Linked DNA regions of Drosophila melanogaster: region 1 is linked to region 2. Evidence: chromatin contacts called from public Hi-C data. All regions are on one chromosome and are shown on one strand. The core of a region is the stretch at or near the end of the contact, and the rest is flanking DNA. Distances in the headings are between cores, read along the strand shown. Region 1 holds the start of Mcr (Macroglobulin complement-related). Region 2 holds the start of nrv1 (nervana 1).

Region 1 (7,449 bases), core at 51-2,550, 1.3 Mb before region 2:
ATGGTTTTTAAGCACTTTTCGGCATTGTGACAGTAACGCGTTGGGGATTTTAGTTACTGGGTTTCCATTTTCATTTCATTTCTTTTCTTTTGTGGCAAAGGAAGGGGGTGTCTTTATATTTCTCTTTTTCGCTTTCTTCTTGCTTTTTGAGCAGCGATGACGACAGCGTGCGCGGCTCTTTTTCCCAACGCTGCTCCGCTTTTTTGCCTTCAATAACATTTACACTTTGCACTATTTATGTAATAGTTTTTCAATCGGTGCGCGGTGTTTCATCTCAGCACGATTTTCGGGCACTGGCTGGCGAGCACTAGCCGCAGACTGGGTTACGAATTATGTACATTTTTCACATTTTTCCCCGATGATTTTTCTTTTGTGTTTTACTACCAATGAAGAGAACAAACTACCAATACACACGCACGCACTCTCGCACACACACTCACTGAGCACGCACTGACACACACACATGCCACCGCTCAATGACGAAATTCCTCGCAAAGCGTTGACAACTCTAGGTTCTAGCTCTCCCAGCTCCACTGCTTTTGCTTCTGCTGCGTGTGCGAGTGTGTGTGTGTGAGAGAGAGAGAGAGATGGGTACTTGTGCTGGTGTGCTTTTCGTCATAATTTTTGCGTTGGGCAACCCAGCACCTTTGACTTCTTGGCGACTTTTCACACGTAAATGACCGAGGGGGCTCACACTTTCACCGCTGGCACACAGACTGGGCCTTAAACCGATCGACTTTGCACAATTTTTCGCATTTACCTAGCACACAAAACACAAAAATTCGATTTTTTCCTCGCTGATATTTTCACGCGAATGACCTTACATCACATGCATACAATACACACACACACAGACAACTGAAGCGGTGGTATGACCAAGGCTTATAGTCAAATAGTAGCAAAAATACTGAACGATATATACTAAAAAGACTATAGAATGCCATTATCCAACACTGGCGCTGAGCGGATGAAGTTTTGCCATCTCTGTCTTACTCCCAGGCTAAGAACTAAATTCCCTCATATATTCTAGCAATATGTTATTCTTAGAATTCTGTGGAAACACGTAAATTATAACTGGTTCGCAGATTAAGCTTAAACTTAGTTAATAAATAAAAATACGCTTTTCTGATAAACTTTTGTAACGTTATGAGCTTACTTCCTTTGTTCCTAATTTATTATGACATTAAAATCATTAGGAATTATAAAATTTTCACATCAGCAGTTTGAACTCGCAGTGCGACCGTTAAATTCTTAGCGTTCTGGCCACACCTGAAATCTGGTATTGTGCCAATCTCTGCGAACGGTCACACTGCATCAGTCATCAAAGCGGGTGTGGATCGCTGTTGGTTTTGTGTTGTTTCATTTTTTCGAATCTTTGAGTTCCCGAGTTAGTTTTATTTACCTTTCTGTTGTTTAATAAAATGTGCATGGCCTGCTGAGCAGCCAGATTAGATCGAATTTCAGTACCGAGGTGAGTAGAAATGGCTTTTCGGAGCTCTTCCACTTGGCGACCCGCCCAAAAATCGTGTGTTTGGCCGTCTCCAAAATGCCTAAGCCAGTGTTATTGTGTTGTTGCTGTTGTTGTTGTTGGCACATGGGCGTTGACCGAAAAACGAAGAAGTGCCTCAAATATTGGTTACAACTTTGTACTATGTGCTCGTTGCTTTAATTAGTAATTGTAAAGGAAGTTTTTCGTTAGGAACACTTTGCCACTAAAAGGAAATGTGAGTGAGGATGGCGTTTTGGCCACCTGCTGGCCAATTGGATTGCGGCGTCTTCTTTCGTTTTTCTGCCTTCAAGCTCTCGAATTTCCGCCAACAGTTGCTCCTTTGGCCGCCCAAAATGTCCTGCCTGCTGTTTCAATTGCACTTTTGCCCTCTCAACTCATTTCGAATGGGTCTTCTCGGCTAATTAATGCCCACTTTACTTGTGTATTACGCTGGTGCTGGTGCGCCCTCTTGCACTGGAAAAAGTGATGTCAAATATATTTGTTATATAGAAATGTTATACCGAAATGGCATTTTTAAACGAAAGAAAACTCTATAAAAAGATTTTTTTAAATAACAAAATTCAATATTTTTTTTTATAATGAAAAATATTTATATTTTTAATATGAAAAATCCCATTTAATCAAGATCTTATTTATTTCAAAAGGTGAAAAAAATAAATCTAGTAAACTATTTTCTCTCTGTGTAGCTGTGCGCAAAGGGTGGATTACAAGTCGCGTTGTTGAAATTATTACGAGTTCGGTATTTGTTTTCACCGCCGAGAGTAGAGACTGGCCTATAGGCCAGTAACTTCTGCTGCTTCAGTGCACAGAGTATCTCGCCCAGGCCGATATCTATGGTCAGGTAGCCGGTTGTTTCATTTGCGTGTTTCGCTCAGTTCCAGTGGTCTACCTTTACCTTCATTTGCTCGCCAGTGAATGCATTTCAAATGCAGCCAGCCACACACACACACGCACTCCCTCCATCCATCCTTCAATTTCATTTCACCTCACTTGTCTAGAAGTCGGTGCCGGTGCCTCATTGTTCTCCTGGCGTGGACCCTTTTTGTATGGTTGCCATTAAGCGTTGACTTCTTACCCTACACCATGGAGTTAATACCTGAGTAGGGAGGATTTCGAGGTCCTTGCTCGAATGATGTATTCCCTGTGTGCCGGCTGATTGTGTGCTGATAAGCTGGAATACTTAAATATGCGCATTTTTTAATGTTGCACACATTTCTCCACCAGCAATTTGCAAAAAAAAAATAAATAATTTTTAAAAATGAATTTTTTAAGAACTCCTAAGAACTGTTTTAATTGAGTTCAAACGTTCCTTACAATTTGTCATACTTTTGAATTTTAAGTAGATTAAATTAAAAGTTCACATCATTATTGATATGAAAAATTGTCTATAGTATAGTATGGGTATATTCATAATTATTCCTCGAAAATCAAAGTGGTTTGTGAAGCTGAGATTTCGTAATCTCTTATAAATCAACCATAAATAACGAAGGCATTAAAAACCCATTCAAAAGAAGATTCGAACGCCTCAAATCCCAGCGTGGCATACATCTCTGCTGTCTAATTGCGCCGCCCACTTGAATGACATTTTACTTAATGTTTGACATAGTTTCCATATTGCCGCTGGCCCCTTAAAAAGATCTCCCTGAAGATACGTTCATTGCTCCTGCCGGATCGCGTCTATAGTCTATTAATACCGATGTCGGCGCCCTCATTAACGACTTGTTCGCATCACGCGGAAATCAACCGACCAACAACAATCCTCGAACATGAGATGCGGTCCATGACTTAGGGATTAGGGTGCTTTGGAAATACATATATGCGAAAAATTTAAAAAAATCTTAAGTACTTAACTACAGGCTATATTTAAAACAAAGTATTGGTAGGAGGTTATGCACTTATTTTTAAAGAGCAGCTTATTCAGGGATGTTAAAAGTGATTCTTATTCAATATCACAAAAAAACTTCATACAAAGCTTACTATTTTTTATCGAAAAATCGAATAAACTCGAAAATTTGTTTTGAAAACCATTGATACACCCTATTCGACAGGCATTAAAGAACAGGCCGATCACCCAAATCAGAGGCCTCTATTTATAGTATTTGGGAGATGCATTTATGCCCAGCGATTCTAATTCATTCACTTCTGACTTCTCCTCTCAGCAATGATGTGGCACTTGCTGCGCGCCCTGCTCGTGGTAGCCGCCGTCTTGGATGCACTGCAACCGGCGGTCGGACAAAACGACAACTACTACAACCCCAACCAGAACCAGCAGAATCCCCAGCAGCCGCTACTGCCCAACCAGCAGTGGGGTAACAATCCACAGACGAATCAGTATAGCAACAACAACCAAAACTTTGGCCAAACGAATCCCAGTGATCGCCCGCCGTACAGGACCGATTCGGGGAGCTACAACGATATTGCCGGGCAAGATGACTATAATAAACGAGTGGGAGGAGGCTATCAGGACAACGAGGAGCCGAGTCTGACTCGTGGAAAGTCGTCCTATAACATCAAGGCCACCTTCCTGGAATCGCTGCATTCCAGGGAGCCCACTTACTTCATTGTGGCATCTCGAATGGTCAGACCTGGTCTAATCTATCAGGTGTCCGTATCCATTCTTCAAGCTCAGTACCCGATAACCGTTCATGCCAGCATCGCGTGCGATGGTGTCCAAATCAGCGGAGACTCTAAGGATGTCAAGGAGGGCATACCGGAGACGTTGCTCATGAGGATCCCACCAACTAGTGTGACTGGAAGCTATAAGCTTCGAGTGGAAGGTTTCTACCAGAACGTTTTCGGTGGCCTCGCCTTCCTGAACGAAACAAGACTAGACTTCTCACAGCGCTCCATGACGATATTTGTGCAGACCGATAAGCCTCTTTATATGCAAGGGGAAACTGTGCGATTTAGGACCATTCCGATCACCACCGAACTGAAGGGATTTGACAATCCCGTCGATGTGTACATGCTGGATCCAAACAGGCATATTCTTAAACGTTGGCTATCGCGGTAAGTGGAATTATTATATTTCATACGTCTTAATAGTTCCTCTCCATCAACAAATTAAATTGCAAATAAACAACCTATTTCCTTTTAACTTTCAGTCAATCAAACTTGGGTTCCGTTTCGCTGGAGTACAAACTTTCGGATCAGCCCACTTTTGGAGAATGGACTATCCGTGTAATAGCTCAGGGACAGCAAGAGGAGAGTCACTTCACCGTGGAGGAATACTATCAGACCCGATTCGAAGTGAATGTTACCATGCCTGCGTACTTCTTCACAACGGATCCGTTTATCTACGGAAGGGTGATGGCTAACTTTACCAGTGGCCTACCAGTTAGAGGCAATCTCACAATCAAGGCCACGATCCGCCCAATTGGATACTTCAGCAACCAAGTTCTAAATGAGAAGTATCGCCTGGGTCGTTCACCTTTGGAGCAAACTAACCTATACAATGAGCGATGGCGCTACAATAATCCCAACCAGAATCCGCAAGTGCAGTATAATGTGCCTGGACAACTGCCACAGGATGGAGCAGATCTTTCACAGGATATTTTGTACAGGAATCAATATGTGGTCGAGCGACACTATCAGTTCGACGAGGAGTGGCCATTCTGGGTTAGGAAACCCGAGTATCAGGACAGCAGCTACGAGGCGTGGAGTGGAACTTATCGAAAGACCCTGCCCTACTTGCGCTACTTCAATGGTACCTTTGACTTCAAGTGGCCATTGAGGGAGCTAGAGCTTCTGGTGCCCAATCTGGCCAACTCTGAGGTGCTGATCACGGCCACTGTTGGTGAAAAGTTCTACGATGAGATCATCAGTGGTTACTCCGTGGCCAGGGTGTATAATTCCAGTCTGAGGGTGGTATTCCTTGGCGATTCGCCGCAGGTCTTCAAGCCCGCCATGCCATTTACCACATATCTGGCTGTTGAGTACCATGATGGTTCGCCAATTGATCCAAACCTATTACGCCAGGGTTTAATGGAAGTCTCTGGTTTCGTGGAGAGCCGCAATGGTGGCAGGAGGGACTGGCCCGCCCAGCGATTGCCTATGTCGCAGCAAAGCGATGGCATTTGGGAGGTGAAGATTGACATCAGGAATGATCTGAACCTGGACGATCGCCCACAAGCAAGAGACTTCTTGAACGGCGTTCAGAACATGCGCTTGCAGGCGAACTTTGTGGATCCGCGTGGTGAACGCATTCAAACGGAGCTCCTTTTGGTGTCTCACTATTCGCCCAGAAATCAGCACATTAAGGTCACCACCAGCACAGAGAAACCAGTGGTTGGGGAGTATATCATCTTCCACATCCGCACGAATTTCTACCTCGAAGAGTTCAACTATCTCATTATGTCAAAGGGTGTTATCCTGGTGAATGACCGCGAAACCATTACAGAGGGCATTAAAACCATTGCTGTTGTTCTGAGTTCCGAAATGGCACCTGTGGCTACGATTGTAGTGTGGAAGATTAACCAGCAGGGACAGGTTGTGGCCGATTCCCTTACGTTCCCAGTTAATGGCATCTCCCGGAATAACTTTACCGTATATATCAACAATCGCAAAGCGAGAACCGGAGAAAAAGTGGAGGTGGCTATCTTTGGAGAACCGGGCTCGTATGTTGGTCTCTCTGGCATCGACAGTGCATTCTACACAATGCAAGCCGGCAACGAGCTCACTTACGCCAAGATCATCACTAAGATGTCCAACTTCGACGAGCAGACCAATGGAACGTATAAGCACATTTGGTACTCTCACGAAGGCAATCCCGATGAGCTGGTGTACTTCCCCGCCTCGTCCTTTGGCGTCGATGCAAATCGCACTTTTGAGTACAGTGGACTGATCGTATTTACGGATGGTTATGTACCCAGAAGGCAGGACACCTGCAATCGTACTTTGGGTTTCGGAGAGTGTTTGAGTGGACGTTGTTATCGCCTGGAGAAGCAGTGCGATGGTTTGTTTGATTGTGATGATGGAACGGATGAGATCAATTGCCATGCGCGTAATGACACAGAGCTGTTGAACTACAGAAAGTACCGATTTAATCGCGTGCTTCGCCATTACGAAAATGTGTGGCTATGGAAGGATGTGAACATTGGACCACATGGTCGATACATTTTTAATGTGGAGGTGCCTGATCGCCCCGCCTATTGGATGGTCAGTGCGTTTAGTGTGAGTCCATCGAAAGGCTTTGGAATGATGAACAAGGCCTTGGAGTACGTTGGTGTCCAACCATTCTTCATAAACGTGGAAATGCCGGAAGCTTGCCGACAAGGCGAGCAGGTGGGCATCCGTGTCACTGTTTTCAACTATATGATAACTCCCATCGAGGCGATTGTCGTGCTGCACGACAGTCCGGACTACAAGTTTGTGCACGTGGAGGAGGATGGCATCGTCAGATCGTATAACCCCAGAACTAGCTTTGGTGAACATCAATTTTTCATCTACTTGGAGGCTCAAGGCACGACGGTGGTTTACGTGCCCGTTGTACCTCAGCGTCTAGGCAATGTGGATGTGACCCTACACGTGGCCACTTTACTTGGAACAGATACCATAACGCGAACACTGCATGTAGAATCGGATGGTCTGCCACAGTATCGTCATCAATCCGTGCTACTGGATCTCTCTAACCGCGCCTATGTCCTAGAATACATGCATGTTAATGTAACTCAAACGCCAGAAATTCCATACCAAGTGGATCGTTACTTTGTGTACGGCTCAAATAAGGCTAGGATATCCGTAGTGGGTGATGTGGTTGGTCCCATTTTCCCCACCATGCCCGTAAATGCCAGCTCCCTGCTTTCCTTGCCCATGGAGTCGGGCGAACAGAATGCTTTCAGCTTCGCCGCCAATCTCTACACGATTATGTACATGCGATTAATTAATCAACGCAACAAAACGCTGGAGAAGAATGCCTTTTACCACATGAACATTGGCTA
Region 2 (7,723 bases), core at 1,052-3,551:
AGATCGACGAGGAAAATAGATTACTGGAATTTTGTATTCCAACTGTTTGACTTTTCCACTTATTATCGTATGCACAAATATGCCAGCAATGTACATTCGCTAATTGAGAGCTAATTAGCTGAATGACAGACCATTGTCCACAGAACCTAAGCCATGTAGCTGCTGAAATCAGTTGATAAATAAAAAAAAAAACCAAAGCCCATCCTCTAATGAGGAAGTTCTACGAGATTTAAAGATCGACACGCACACAGCAAAGTCTGAAAAATCGGTTTGGACCAGGATAAACTGGTTGGAGATATGCGGGAGATTTGAGGGAGTTCAGATGAGCAAAAGAGAGAGAGTCCAACAAGGCAGTTACTTCGACAGTTGACCGTTAAATGGATATAACCGGTCAAATCCAATTGGGCAATGTATGAAGTTACAGTATGTAGACTTACTTATCACCGGTAAATTATATACGTCATTCAAGAGGTATTTGTTCGTCATTTAGCTAGTTGAATGCACCCCTTAAGGGATTCGCAATTTTATTCTAGCCCGTGATTGCAGCTAACCAAATTATCATAGTTATTAAAGACCCATTTAGGATTAAACACCTCTCGTCTGACAACCCAATAAACCGAGATGCAGGAATTGCGCCTCACAATTGAGTTGACTCCACAACGTAGCCACCCTGGCGTTTTCAAGTGTCATTTAATCAACTTGTGATGATTACAACGATGGAGCACCGAGATACAATAACATAATGCCGTGGCCATTTATCCGTGCATCTCCATGCCCACAATCAGCAGCAACAGTCTAAGAATGAGGAAAATTGGCAATGGCAACCCATTGTTGGGGGAGTTGTGGGTTCATGTGGCAAGGGGCAAGGGGGTTGCCATGCAGAAGGAAGTGCACATTTAAGGGAATTAATCAACTCGAAAGTTCTTGACACTTGGCAACGCTTTAAACACTCGACAAAAAATCCTCGTAAATTTTCTACCATTTTCCCTAAAGATAGTGCTTATGAGGTTCTTTTTGAAATTCTTAAGCCATTATATGCAAATAGTTATGGAATATAAGAGTAAGAAACAGTTTATTTTTCTCAGTGCAGCGTTAGCATTATCCAGATGCTGATGACGACGAACCATGATTGAGGAACAATAACAAAGAAAGTTTTCCCGATTTCCGCGTGGAAATTTCCGAAGCACAGAGCGCCCAAAAAACTGATCCACCCGTTTGGGGAGAGCGTGGAAAAGCAAAACAAAGCGCAGTACAACACAGCACGCCAGCATAATGAGAGTAACAATGGTGGTGGCGATTGTTAGGGGGAGGGGCGTGGGTGGAGTGTGTAGTGGAGCCAATGTACTCAACTCTCCGCGCATGTCAACGCCAGAGTGGGAGAACGGGAGATAGAGAGAGAGAGTGCGACTTGTGCTAGTATGCGTGTGATTTTCTTTGTGCTTTGTATTTTAATATTTATAAAGCAGGAGCGTATCACATTCTTAGAGGGTGAAGTGCGGTCTAGGCTCCACAGCCTTTGAATGCAAAGCACTTAGCTGCACTGGCGAAAATTGCATGGCCCAAGCAACTGCCCTCGGGTGTGTTGTTGTCTGGCCACTGTCTGCACTCAATCATTTATTCTATTTGCGTAGCCAGCTAAGGAGATGGAGAGAGATAGAGAGAACATTAAGAGGTAAAACACACACGAAACCCCCAGCTCACACACACTCACACCTTAGCCACATAACCTCCCCCCTGGTCCAACGCTTTTGCTTTGGCCTTTTTCATGTTGCTTGGCAAAGTGTCGAATACGTTCAACAGCTGTCGACGTCACACTGCAAGAAAATTGACCCTAGATACGTGGAATGCTTTTTTGGGTCACGTTTCGTATACCCAATAACATCTGAGAGTTTAAACAAAGACGTCAGCCCACATTGCGGATGAGTAATGTCCTGTAGGAATCGCTTGCAACAGAATTCTTTCTAAGATATCACTCACATGAGCTTGAAATGGGAAACCAATGCGTTATTAGACTGCTTAATATCGGAAATAATAGAAATACCTACATATCTTGACGATCTTAAGAGTCAATTTGGTCAGAAAAGTCTTCTTTGCTTTTTACCTTAACTATTTATCTGAAAATGTACCCCGTTTTCCTCAGTGCTCAATCACTCTTATCTTGAAGCTTTTGTTGCGAGAACGCAAGAGATAGAGAGAACGAGAGAGAAAGAGCGAGGCGCGTGGTGAGCCTGTGTGAGTGTTGAGGGGCGAAGAACACTGGTGCTGAGTTTTCGCCTTGCTGGGTGACTTGGGGCTGCGTTCGGTTAGTTGGTGATCTTTCGCCGAGAGCGCAACACGCAGCACGCATCGCCATTCGCAGTCGCAGGAAGCAGGGAAACCAAGAGTTGGCAACAACTTCTCGTGGCTCCCAGCCCGTTTGTTTGTGCTTCTGATTCGGCTTATTTCGCCCAAAATCGGTTCTAACTTATTTTCCTAACTCTAAGACCAGTCGAGCAGTCGAGGCGCAAATAATTGCATAATTACACGTTTTTCAAAAATATTCAAGAGTACTGCGAGTGCGAAAATAAATGAGAATTCAGTTTCGAGTCTGCTGAATCATCGCATATACACAGCACAACGTATACATAAATCAGTTTTCGTAGCCTTCGCGCCGTCCACGTCATCAACGAAAAGTATAAACCAAATTTTCGAATCGAATCGAATACTGAAAAGCTAACCGTAAACAAGTGCGAAAGAACAGCGCCGCAATGTCAAAGAATAACGGAAAGGGCGCCAAAGGCGAATTCGAATTCCCGCAGCCAGCGAAGAAGCAAACCTTCTCGGAAATGATCTACAATCCCCAGGAAGGCACCTTCTTCGGACGCACCGGAAAAAGTTGGAGTAAGTTCTTTACAACTCTACTGAATAACAAACAAAATCAGTAGACAACTTCAAAATGAATGCCTGAAAAAGATTAAGAATTAGGTTCCATCAAGAGGATAAGACTAAAACCACTGTGAGTCATTTCTATTCTATCCATTGAGTCTGTTTGTGGTTTTTAAATACATACATTTAACATTTTAGAATTAGTTTTAACTCGAAAAATATATAATTTGAATGTTTGAATGCTAGTTCCCAAATTTCCATGCAGTATAGGCACTCCAGTACTTATCTGCATGCCCCTCCGATGAGATATCTGCATCCACTCCAAGCTCCAAGCACATAGAAACAAAAATGCGATTGTTTATTGTATATAACTAGACACTTGTCCGTCATATGGTAATGGAAACTATATATGAGGAGCGTGCGGTCGTATTTACAGGCTTATCAGTCGATTTGGCGAGTCATAGTGTGGGAAACGGGATGAGGTAAAGAAGCAACTACGGAAATCTCCGTTGCGGTGTCTCGAAAATGTTTAGTCAACGCCATAAAATAGATAAACTCATTACGAGACAACATGATGAAGTGGGATTTCTTAAGGCAGTCATAAAAATATTATTAAGAAATACAATCACCTTGAGCAACCGCTGGCAATGTGATAATGGCTAAGTGAAAAGAATCTAGAAAGTTTTAGAATCGAACATTAAACATATGTGTGTTCATTTGGCTACACACGTTCAATCTACTAAATTGTTGAATTGCCTTTTTAATTAGGCTAGCATATTTCAACGTTAATGCGAATTCTTGACTTTCGAAAATGGACACGGATCCACGTTCCCAAAGGGAGGGGAATTGGGGAAAACGTGAGGGATGAGGTGGTGAGTAGAGAGCACTTTGCTTTTATCGCCAATAATATTTGCCGTCTTATAATGGGTTCTGTAAACAGATTCAAGGTTTCGCACTGAGAGGCATAGTGAGATTTAACGCTCTCACAATATCAATGTACATATATCTGAAAAATATGCCGATCGCAGAACCAACTGCTGAAACACTACCAATTTTAAATAGTGTTTAGCAATTTTCTGAGTACTTCGCTTATCGGTAGCTCGAATGAAAAGTTCCCTTGACGTCATTTGTTTGCTTTTCATTAAGTTGGCCAAGTTCGCTTCAAGTTTATCGAATGTTTAAATTGATGTATAATTTATTTACATTGACGCCAAAGGTGTACCCCCGAAGAGCTCTAATAACTTTTTATGCTAATTCCGACATTTTATACTAATTCTCAGTCCAATCGGCAAAGAACTTAAGAACTATTGACACACCTGCTACAACAAAAGCCATATGGCTGCATATCTATTTAATATATGAAACTATTTGCAGAACTGAATATACAGTGGGTAAAGTGTTTGGCCTGCCTTCGGCTAATTCCTATCATTAAGCACAAATTCGTGGTGCATGTCCTTTGATTTTTCACTGCCTAATGCTCGGTAATTTAAGTCATGTGCAGGACATTAGTGGAAAAATAAAATGGCAACGACCCCATAAACAATGTAAAGCAGTGTGGCAAAATTCTAAACAGACAGAAAACAAACAAAAATCACAGCAGATCGAAAACGCTGATTTTGATTTACGATCGCCATCCGATTAATTCCGATTTCAAATGAAGGCAAAGCATTGGACGGTTGGCTAAGCTTTGCTTTCCATTAATTAACGCAATGAGAACTTGTTTAGGTTCGTGCCGGTTGTATTTTTTTTTTTTTTTTAGGTGCGGATGAACCTTCTCAGAGAACCGGTTCAGTGGGTTCATGATTACTTTTTTGGTTTTCGAAATGCTTTCGCTTTGCTACACATTTTAATTCTCTACATCGCATTTGGCTTCAAAATGTTGGAAATAAGGTTATATAATGATAATAATTGCTTACATAGTATTATATGCATTGTATTTTGTATTGCTTTACCGAACTGAGCTTAAGTTTTATTTCTTCTGATTTTTGACTCTGTTGCATTTCTGTAATGAAATCAGCGTATCAGATCGATGTAACCGCAAAGCAGCAGGAAAGGCAGGCAATCACTGCCCTAGCCAGTTTCTAAATCTGGCTCAAACCGGCTAGAACCGCATTTCGCCGGCTACATCCGATTTCCCCATTAATCGCCCCCGCCACGCCCCTCAGTCTGCTTACATTGACATGCTGCTAACTAATTGTCACGATAGCGACAAGTCTGCGATAAAATACACAATTCAATTAAAGCGCAGGAAACTAGCCTAATTTGCTTAAGCTAATTTAAAATTAAATTAGTTTTTTAATCATCAGTATAGAAGCTATTTCTTTTTCGATCCAATACTATACAATTAGATAAGCCTTTTCTGAAATTCTTCGCTTTCTTTTTCGAAGTTCTTACTTTGGTATACTTGGGTTTTCAACTATTTCCCTTTCGCATATCGAATTCGTTTTTTTGCCAGTATAAATATTCACATGCTAGTTTTCCTAATCATCATAAAAAAAGCTAAATTTTTTAGTCTTTAGTTAAGTACTCAAACAAAAACGTGACAAATCTATTTGTTGCTGCTCTTTGGGTAATTCTTCGATTAAGAACGTGGCCAGAACGAGAATAAACCCCGTCACGCCCGTATTTAGGCCCAAAAATAATCAGCAAACTAAACGCTTGCAATGTTTGCCGTGGGCGGGGCCATCGGGGCTTCCCCTCGTTAACATGTGAAATTAATTCACTTAAAATGCCGCAAAGTATGCTATAGGCCCCAAGCACACAGACGGCGAAAAGAAAGATGGCCAAGGATCCTGGGTGTGCTGGTGCTAGTAATAGTATTCGAATGTGTGTGTGTGTGTGTGTGTGGGTGTGTGTGTAAGTTTGTATGTATGTGTAGTGGTGACGCATGGACAAAGGGTGCGGCGAACAGCAACAAATAAAGCGGCGCCACGGAGACGGCTTATTGGCAATGAGGACAAAACGGGACAGGAGTTGAAACTGGCAGTGGGCATGGAGATGGAGATTGGGATGGAGGTGGAGATGGTAATGGTAGTGGTAATGGGGGTGACGTGACCCACACAATCTGGCTGGATGCGATTCGGGGTAGATGGCGACAGACACCAACAAGTTGCATCCTCCGTCTTATTCCACTTCGTTCTGTGTTTTTCTTCGTGGCCGAGACTTGCGGCACGATGGCGTCATAATTGTTGCTTCCAAACACACAGAAAAAAACTGAGTAAGGATTTGCATAATACGGTGCGATTACTTGAGTAAATAATTTCATTGATTAAATTATGATTAATTGTATACAAAAGTTTTTTCTATTAAAGAAGTAAGCGATTTGACACCTTGAAAAGCGATGATGGTTTCAAATGGCCAAGCTTGTTGCTTCACCCATTTCTATTCATGATTGTGGGACATTTGCGGAGTGAAAGGGTCACACACTCATTACATAATTGCGGTTGCACATGTGCTGGCTATTAAACGATTTCCCACAACAGGACGACTTGCTGGTCAAGTGTGCAAATTAAGCCACTCGGCGAGTGGCTTTTACAGCTTGTGCTAAGGTGTCCTGGATTCTGGCCATATGTGCGTCTAGCACGTAACTTAATTATTAAGTTCCGCTGGCCTTGGTGGTTACACTTGGATGACGCCTAGAAAGCAGCGAGGTTATCAATCGTTGGTCATGCAAACCGACTAGCGTTTCCAGCACTTTTGGGTTGGGTTTCCTGATGGCGGGGATGGGAATGAGGATGGGGATGTCCGTGGCACGGGTGGGAGTGGCGACTTTATATGGGTCACGAGTCCTTTAAGTTTGTTTACCGCACTGGCGGACAAATAAACGGACGGACACGGATAAGCGAAGCCTTCGTTCACTCTTTGATTGTTCAGGGTTTTTATAGAAGCCGGGCCACCGAGTTGCACCACTCCGTCCATCCCCAAGAGCGGTTGCACAATGTCCTGGTATGGGGGCCAGTTCATATAAGTAAAGTTCCCTTTATGAGTCGCATTTGCTGTTATGCATAAACTTGATACCTCCCGTCGACATCTTGTTTGACTTTTATATAAAAGTTGAGTAAGTTTCGAGCCAGAGGAAGCGGCATGTCCTTTGGCTAAAGAATACTTCATGGTTGGACACCTCAAAACACCATATTGAGTTCCACTGACCTCCTACACAGAGAGTACATCTCCAGGTCTCAAGTTTATTTTCAGTTATATTCTCTAATCGAATAGTAGCATACATAGAAAGTTGTATGTTTTATAATTTATTTATTTCATGGTGTCACCTTCATGAAAAAAAAGTAATCATTTGTCATCTATGCCATAGAGTTTTTACTTGATAATAAAAAGTAAATTGCGAGTAACCATGATTTTACGATGTAGTCTTCTAATGCAATAACGCCCCCCGGGGAGTGAAAAATGAACTGATGTAATAAATATATTCATGATTTCAAATACATTCACTGCATACATAGTTCTGCCCACCATGCAATAGACATACATTGTATATATTTTATATTTCTGTACTAGTAGCCATTGAAGTGGAGTAAACTTATCGATTTCGGTGGGAAAGGCAATGGCGGTCCCTCATTCGGCGAAGACATAAGAATGTTTGGGGACTCTGCCGTCATGTAATCGAAAGCGTGTAGACCAGAATTCCTTACACATTAAATACTGGTGGCCTACGCTACAGGCCGTCTGCTCGACCCACCTTGTCAGGCGGCGATTGGGATTGGCAATGGGGGGTGGTGGCTAGATGGATTGGTGGTTCGTTGGTACGGTGGACGACTGGCGTCACACCACCAGAATGCGACTGTCTGCCCCAGTATTTGTCTATGACTGAGTTCGCTGTGGTCATTGCCAAACTCATTTCCTT

The links. Hi-C and Micro-C count contacts between places; a contact is called where the count stands out from the background.
Region 1: a contact with region 2 is called in a Hi-C map of the Kc167 cell line, with 5 times the contacts expected there. The contact joins the promoter of Mcr here to the promoter of nrv1 in region 2. A contact is called at or near these places in 2 of 107 Hi-C or Micro-C datasets (the Kc167 cell line and eye imaginal disc).

What each region holds. Positions count from the first base shown.
Region 1 is chr2L:8,076,833-8,084,281 of dm6, reverse strand. Mcr (Macroglobulin complement-related) reads left to right here and starts at 1,300. Exons shown (of 7, transcript NM_079949.3): 1 at 1,300-1,471; 2 at 3,670-4,519; 3 at 4,615-7,449. The coding sequence starts at 3,672. It overlaps Bsg (Basigin), which reads right to left and starts at 862. Exons shown (of 7, transcript NM_164785.2): 1 at 761-862. It also overlaps asRNA:CR45257.
Region 2 is chr2L:6,781,439-6,789,161 of dm6, reverse strand. nrv1 (nervana 1) reads left to right here and starts at 2,301. Exons shown (of 4, transcript NM_057819.4): 1 at 2,301-2,880. The coding sequence starts at 2,748.